Regions from separate parts of the Gossypium hirsutum genome. Here all the other regions are linked to region 1. Evidence: chromatin contacts called from public Hi-C data. All regions are on one chromosome and are shown on one strand. Each heading gives the region's core, a stretch centred on a gene start, on an enhancer-like site or on the middle of the called end of the contact. The rest is flanking DNA. Distances are from core to core; before and after follow the strand shown. Region 1 holds the start of LOC121203100 (RING-H2 finger protein ATL46). Region 2 has its middle 10 kb from the start of LOC107888655. Region 3 holds the start of LOC107888647 (methyl-CpG-binding domain-containing protein 9).

What was found. A called contact is a pair of places that touch in the nucleus more often than the background predicts.
Region 2: a Hi-C map of leaf shows a contact between it and region 1, with 3 times the contacts expected there. The contact joins the enhancer-like site here to the promoter of LOC121203100 in region 1. A contact is called at or near these places in 13 of 34 Hi-C or Micro-C datasets (anther, callus, fibers and 3 more).
Region 3: a Hi-C map of leaf shows a contact between it and region 1, with 5 times the contacts expected there. The contact joins the promoter of LOC107888647 here to the promoter of LOC121203100 in region 1. A contact is called at or near these places in 9 of 34 Hi-C or Micro-C datasets (hypocotyl, leaf and petal).

What each region holds. Positions count from the first base shown.
Region 1 is chrA09:8,141,441-8,144,140 of Gossypium_hirsutum_v2.1, forward strand. LOC121203100 (RING-H2 finger protein ATL46) reads left to right here and starts at 1,425. Exons shown (of 1, transcript XM_041077503.1): 1 at 1,425-2,700. The coding sequence starts at 1,841.
Region 2 is chrA09:8,002,140-8,004,839 of Gossypium_hirsutum_v2.1, forward strand. It overlaps the pseudogene LOC107888656. Among protein-coding and RNA genes, the nearest start is that of LOC107888655, 10 kb to the right of the region's middle. Within about 2 kb of position 1,417, at least 7 of the 9 cell types and tissues checked have an H3K27ac peak or open chromatin away from gene starts, as enhancers often do. A contact at or near this core is called in fibers and leaf, where this site is marked.
Region 3 is chrA09:8,291,634-8,294,333 of Gossypium_hirsutum_v2.1, forward strand. It overlaps LOC107888647 (methyl-CpG-binding domain-containing protein 9), which reads left to right and starts at 1,446. Exons shown (of 10, transcript XM_016812815.2): 1 at 1,446-2,078. The coding sequence starts at 1,582.

The DNA.
Region 1 (2,700 bases), core at 175-2,674:
TTCAAACAAGTAAAAAAAAAAAGAAAAGCTAAATACCAAATCATATGAAATATATTAGTCGAAGAAAGTATTTGACAAGACGATTGCTAATAAAATTAACAAGAAAAATAAACATGCTATGTAATTTTGTTTAATTACTCTAACATTCTATATTTGTCGGATTATTTCCTTTTTAACATTAAACATATTCTCCTTACTATCGATACTCAAGTATAAATAGTTAATAACAAACACAATGCAATTTAGTAAATTTAGTGTAATTAATTTACAATAAATATTATTTAATTATTTTGAACAATGCATGAAAATTTATTTTTTAATAAAAAAATTAAATTAGTAAAACATCATATAATTATTCCTTAAAAATTAAAATATATATTCTAAGATTAAAATATCATCATTATATAAAAGAAACTTTTTAAACTTAAATAATATATTGGTATATTTGGAAAGCAGTATGATAATTAAATTTAAGTGTAATTGCATTTAATTTAATGATATTTACTTAACAAATATGGCTAAACTACCTATTTAGTCATCTAAGTTTACCCGTGTTCCTATTTTGGCCACCCATTTAAATATTTTATTATTTTGTCACTCAAGTTAGATAAATTGTCAATTTTAGTCACTCCTATTAAATAAGTTGTAAATTTTAGTTACTTTACCGTTAAATGACTTTACTCACTAGACAGAATGTTGAAGTGATAATCTTTTGACCGGTATAATAATAAATTTAGCCCTTAACATTTTGAATATTCTGTCAATTTAGTCTTAATTCTAAAAAAAATTAACAAATTTAACTCTCAATATTCACACATTTTTTCAATTTAGTCAAAATTTTAAAAATTCAAAATAAAAAATTGAAAAGATATATTATTTAAATACATAAAAATATAAAATATATATATAATTCTTAACTTGAAAATTTGAAATGTATATTTAATTGAATAACAATGATTTTTTTTTAAAATTCTTATGTTTTCAGATAACAAATAAAACATCCTTTCTTTTGTTTAAGCCCAAAACTTTCAATTAACTTAAACTCATTTTAAGTTTTTAAAATTATAATGTTTTTGAATTTTTAGATTTTAGACTAATCTATTAAAATGTACAAAATGTTAAGGGATAAATTTGTTATTATACCAATAAAAAGATTACCACATCAATATTTTGTTAGTGACTAAAGATAAGACATTTAATAGTAGAGTGATTAAAATATAAAAAATTGACTTGAATAACTAAAATAGAAACGCTAATAAACTCGAGTGACTAAATAAATGTTTAACCTAAAAATAATTACATTATTAGGTGATTTTTTAATAAAAGTTAAAAGTTTTTAGGCAAGCTAGCCCAACCTCTGAGAAGACCCAAACATTAAACAAGACAAGGACAGCATCAAGCTGCCTGCTTATGGTTGACCCTTTGAACCCCACGCGCTCATATTGGGAAGTAGGGCCAATAATCCAGCTTTTCTTTTTGGCATCCTTTAACCTTGCACTTTGGAACCTATTGCTTATGTTCTGCCACACTCTCATGGCTCTTTTTTTTTTTTGTTCCCACCAGAGAAGCTAGAAGAAAAGGAAAAGAAAACCCAAATACCAATAGTGTTTTTTGACATTGGTTTATTTTGATAAATACTTAGATTAGATACCTTTCTCCCATTGTAACGCTTTTTTCTTTCTAAAACTACAGCCTTTGGTAAGTTTCAAACACTCAACCTTTGGTAAATTTCTTCCCTTTATTGATAATGTAATGTTTTTTTATGTTAGTGCAAAGGAAATGTTTTGCTTTGAACATTTTTTGTTAGGCTGAAATTTTGGGGGTTTGGGGTTTTGAAGTTATGGTCTTTGAGTGCAGATATATGATCTGTGGGATGTTAGAAAGCAAAGAAAAGAGTTGGGTTTTGGAACATAACCATTTGAAGATGTCTTGGTTTCACCATTATCATCAAATCAAGCAAAAAGATGGCTACTTTCAATACCCATCTCCTCTTCCTCCACCCCCTTATACTCCTACTGGTTTTCATAAAGATTCAAGCCCTTCACCACCATCATCATCATCTGGTTCTAGAATCAGTCCAGCACTTCTTTTCATTATAGTAATCTTGGCTGTCTTGTTTTTCATCTCTGGTCTTTTACATCTACTTGTTAGATTCCTTACAAAGCATCCACCTTCATCCACATCTTCACAATCTAATAGATACCCTGAAATCTCCACTTCTGATGCTCTCCAAAGACAGCTTCAACAACTCTTTCACCTCCATGATTCTGGGTTAGATCAAGCTTTCATTGATGCTTTACCTGTTTTCCACTACAAAGAAATTGTTGGTTTGAAAGAGCCTTTTGATTGTGCTGTTTGTTTGTGTGAATTTTCAGAGAAAGATAAGCTTAGATTGCTTCCCATGTGTAGCCATGCTTTCCATATCAATTGTATTGACACTTGGCTTTTGTCAAACTCAACATGCCCTCTTTGTAGGGGCACACTTTTCACTCCTGGGTTTTCAATGGAGAACCCAATGTTTGAATTTGATGAGATAAGGGAAGATGAAGGACTCCATGGTCAAAAAACAATGGAAATAGAAGAAATTGTTGTTGACAAAGGGGTGTTGCCTGTGAGACTAGGCAAATTCAAGAGGCTAGATGGTCAACCAAGGGAATCATTAGGTGAAACAAGTAGCAGCAATTTGGATGCAAGAAGGTG
Region 2 (2,700 bases), core at 167-2,666, 140 kb before region 1:
ATTGTAAGTTACATCAAAGAACAAACTAGTCCTTCTATTAAAACTTCAATTCATTTTTACTATTAAAAACTTGTCCCTATACATCAGTAACAAGTGGCATATCATATGTTATTGTCTTTATTATTCTATTAGATATGTCAGCTTTTAACAATATAAAGTGATAAAATTTTTAAAAACTAATTTATCCAATTTTTTAGTAGAGAGAGCAAAATGCAACTTAACTTCTTGTAATTTTGCACTCATTTATTCATTGGGATCCTTTACAATTTCCACCAATCATGTTATGTAGAAGACTAGGATAAAAGATAAATAAAAGGTTTGAGTTAAGCCAATCCATTTGTTATCCCATCAAAACATACTTTTGTACAAAAAAATGCAAGCAATAAAACAAGATATGATAAACAAGTAAACTTTGCAACTAAGAATCCAACATTTACTAATTATAGAATCTACATTAGCAACACATCAAGTAAGCAGAATGAACAGAAAAAGCAAAGACTAACACTGTATAATGGACCTTCCAAATCTCTATGTGTCTATGGTATTCCCAAGTCCAAATGAGAAATGTTCACGAACAGGTGAAAACTCCACTAATCCAATATCCATTGCATACCCAGAAACAGGCAATTTCAACTCTCTCAACACACAAAAAGCCTCAGCCATTCTTGTTTTAGGCACTTCTTGAGCTACGGGACAATAAGGGATCCAAGCATCAGCTTTAAACTCTTCCCCAATTTCAATCCCTTCTTTTTAATTGCCTCACATACCTGAGCCTGGAATTGTAGGAGCGTCATTGTTGGAGCTGGTGAAAGGAAGAGAACATTGTTTTCATTTGGGAAAGCCCCAATTGAAGAAAAAGAAATAGGTAAAGGTTCTTGCTTTGAAGCAAAGGACTTTATAACGGATTCAAGCTTTGCAGGATCGAGAAAAGGGCTTGAAAAGAGAGTAATGTGAGGCCTTGATTCGATTTCAATTAACTGAGTGCTGATTTGACGACGAGCCAAAACATTCCAAGCTTTTAAGACCTGGTTCTCAAGTGCTGGATCGAAGTAAAGCTCAATTGAGAAACCTTGTGACATTGAATTTTTTTTTTTACGATAACAAAAAAGGATCCGAAATTTTTTTTTTAAAAAAAAGGAGATCTAAAAGTACCCAGACAATGAAAATTGGAACTTGATGAATAATTAGGGATAACCAGGGAGGGGGAATTCAAAACCCTAGAAAGAACATGGGAATTAAAGATGCCAAAATTAGATTTGGTATTGTGAAGGCCAAAGAAGAAGGTACAAAGTGAAAAGAAATACAGGAATTTTATGTTGTTCTTTCACCTTTTTTGGCCAAAGATAGATAATAAAGAGGGGGAACTTTGTATGGGCAATTTGGAGTATCCATCGCCGTCCATGCGGCTCGCTCATAAAAGAGGAAAATTTTCTAAATTTCAAACTGAATATATCTTTGGCTTAACACCTCTTTTCACCCTGTATTATAGCTAAATTTTCACTTTGGTACCTAAACTATTTTTATCAGTTTGGACCTTGTACTTTCTTTTTTTATTAGTTTGGCCCGTATACTTTAATTCTATAATCTTGTACTCTCTCAAAATTTAAAATTTAATCCTTATACTTTAATTTTGAGACATTAAATCTTTGTATTTTTTTATTAAAAAATCTTGATCTCTCCATTTAAACGGTATCAACGGTAAAATAATTTTTTTAGCCCTCAATATTTATAATTTTTGTCAATCGGTCCTTACACTACATAAAAATTTTAAAAAATATTTTTCCTTATTTTAAATAAAAGCATAAAAATTAAAAAATTAAAACTTTTTTCCAAAAAATTAAAAAATTATGGAAAAAATAAAAATGATTCTAAATATATTCCAAAATTCAATGTTATCTAAACTGCACCTGACCAACCAGTCGGATCAGGAATCAGTTGGGATATCAATTTGACGAGAGGTAAAAATAGGTTGACTCGCGAATCGGTACAGATTGATTGAACCAAGCTAAAAATTGGTTAAACAAACAATTGAACTATTTTCGATCTAGTCTAACCAATTGATTCTCAAAACGGCCAACACGATTGGTTCAAATCAAATAAATTATTTTAAAAAAAATCAAAGTTATAAAATAGGTTCAATTTCCAGTTCTACTAGTTTTTTAGTTTGGTTTAATCAATCCATACCAATTCATGAGTCAACCAGTTTTTTACCTCTCACCCAGACCAATACCCCATTAGTTCTTGATCCAATTAGTTCTGCCAGGTTTAGATAAAATTAAATTTTAGAATTTTTTTATAGTTTTAAAAAATCTTTTTATTTTTATTTTGAATTTTAAAGTGTTATTATTATTTTTTTCAATTTTTTTAAAAGATTATAATTATAGTTTGAATTTTTTATTTTTTTTACAATAAGGAAAAGAATTAATTTTTTTTAAAAAATATATATATATGTACTTGGCATGGATCAAGTTGACAATAAACTTCACATGTTAAAGACTAAAAAATTTTTAAAAATGAAAAAACCAATTGACCTCCAAATTGGTATGCATCGGTAGAATTGGGCTAAAAAATCAATTGAACTAGTAATTGAATTGATATTTATAATTTTTTTAATATTTTATTTTAAATAATTTATTTGTTTTGATCCAGTCGGATCAGTCGTTCTGGGAACCAATTAATCAAACCAGTTTGAAATCAGTT
Region 3 (2,700 bases), core at 196-2,695, 150 kb after region 1:
GTAATAACTAAATGTTAGTTTTAATTATATTGAATTTTTAATTATGCATGTTAAATAATTTGTTTTGAATTTGATTTGTTTGGATTACTTTGGTAACCAATGTGGCATCTTATATTTGGATCTATAATCTGGGTTGAGGGTAGGGTGTTAGAGGAAAGCACTAATTATACTTTTATTTAAAATTAGTGTAAATAATTTATAAAAAATTCCTATGCAGCTGAGTTAAATATTTAGTAGGTAAAAATGTATGAAAAAAATAATTTGTCAACAAGACTTCATATTATTTAAACAAGATTAGTAAAATAATATAAATTTATTTTTAAAATAAAATATATGTTCTAAAGTTAAAATACTATTATTATTGCATAAAAATAACTTCTTAAACATAAATTATGTATAGGTATATTTGAAAAGAAAGTGTAATTAGATTTCAATGTAATTGTTTGTAGTTACCCGTATAATTACGCCAATTCTCATCCTTCCCTACGGATAGGAGAGTATAATTAGAGTGCTCCGCCTCCAATTATACTCAATTCAGTGGAACCTGCTAACAGTTACAAGCAATCAAATAAATGTGAATACTAAGTGCTTTCCAAATTCAATCTTAATGTGAAGAAGAAGTGAATTCAGATTCTATAGCAATTATACGAATTTAGATTAAAATATTATAAAAAAACAAAAAAAAAATCATCTATACTATAAACTCTTAACTAAAAGTAGTGTCGATAATTAATTGGGCATCGATTTAATTAGGAAATGATTAAAAATAATATTTTTAGGTAAAAAACTCAAAGTTAATATTAAGCGACTTGGTCTTTCCTACAAAAATTAGAGTAATTTAATCATTGTTAATTTCGAAAATGAGCAATAAAAGATAATTAATTGCAATATTAACATTTTTCATCAAATATACATAATTTTGATTGATATAATAACAATTTAAGCTTTCTATATTTATATATTTCATGTAAATATTGACAAAACGTATAGATATTGCGAACTAAATTTGTTAAATCAAACCAGATCGATAAAATATGTGAATTTTGAAGACTAAATTTATTATTATATGTACAATTAAGGTAAAAAAAATTAACATTTTACTTTCCATAAATTTAATATTAAAAATATATATTTATTTTTTATATTTTTATTATAAAATTAATAAAATAAATATTTATTATTTCATTCTAGGGTGTAGTATATCCTAATTAAATATAAAAATATATTAAAAAAAGAGGATATATTTATCACAAAAAGAAAAACCTCAAACTATTTGACTTCTAGTTATCCCCGTTTGAAGACAAGATCCCCAAACCAACTCTTTCCTAAACAGAAAACAATTTAGACTTATTTCCACGTGTCAGTGTAATAAAGCGAGTACTGTAAATTTCCTCCTATCCAAAAAATAAATATAAAATAATTAAAAAAAGCTTCTCTCTTCTCTATTTTAATATTTTCCTCTGACAATTCTTTATATTTTTTTAACCTTCGGTTCCAATTTTTTTAAAAAAGCTTTCAGAAAGAAATGTATTTGTTCTTCGAAAAACCCCGACTCGGATAAAGAAAAAACCAACAAAAAAAATGGAACTCTCCGATTCGAACGATTCAAAGCCCGAGACTCGTTCACCCCTCGGCATCGATCTAAACGAGATCCCTTCTTCTTCTTTTGCCGAAACCCTACCCGACTCCGACTCCGCCGAACCCGATTCCTTTTCGATTGTTCGGGCTATCCACGAGAATCCCGACCCGGCTCTTGGTGAAGCCGCCGGTGTTCCCGTTGCCAACGAGGAGGAGCAGTGTGGTGTCTGTGGCTTGTCGGCGGCGACGCCCGGTGGAGGAGGAGGAGGAAGAGTGGTGGTTTGTGATGGATGTGAGCGAGGGTTTCACTTGGCATGCTCCGGGGTTTCCGAGAAGTTGCTTTCGGGGGCGGAGTGGGTTTGTGGAGCGTGTGTTGGCCGCGGAGTAAGGAGTAAACGGTGGCCGCTTGGGTTTAAGGCCAAGAAGCGCATCCTTGATATTAATGCTTCCCCGCCGAGTGATGGTGACGGCGATGGTGAGGAGGTGCAGGAGTTATTGAGGTAAAACTTAAAGCTTAATATTAGAAACTCGAGTTTAGCTTTTTTTAATTGAAGCTTTGTAAGTCTTTTCAGCCTGCATTATTGTTAACTGTGTAGTTATGACTTAAGAGTTGAATAAATTTGAAATGTGGTTTCTGGGGATGTTAGATATTGATTGCTTGATTTATTTCTAGCGTTCTTTAGCTTAATGTGTTAATTTGGAGATGGATTAGGGCATTTTTAAAAGCAAATAACAGGTAAGTAATTGAATATTGACTTGTTTATTTGTGTGCTAGTAGTGGAATATTGTGCTGAGGGTTAGTTAAAAATTGCAATGCATGTTGACAGGCAGATTGTTTGCGTTTGTTTAGTGTGTGTGAACTGTTAGATATGGTCAGGATGTTTAGGTAGGGTGTACCCGTGATTCATCATAAGGACATTAATTATAGTCAATGGTTTTGAAGCTGATCAGTGGGTAATTGAACTGGTTGGTAGCTGTAGATTGTACAACTAGTCATACTGCTTATGAGATAATTGATGTCTTTTTGGTTGCTTTTTAGCAGTTTACTTGATTTAAATGTCTATAAACGAATCTACCCCCATTTTGCCTGTAAAGTTTGTCCTGAAATTTGTAAAGACTACT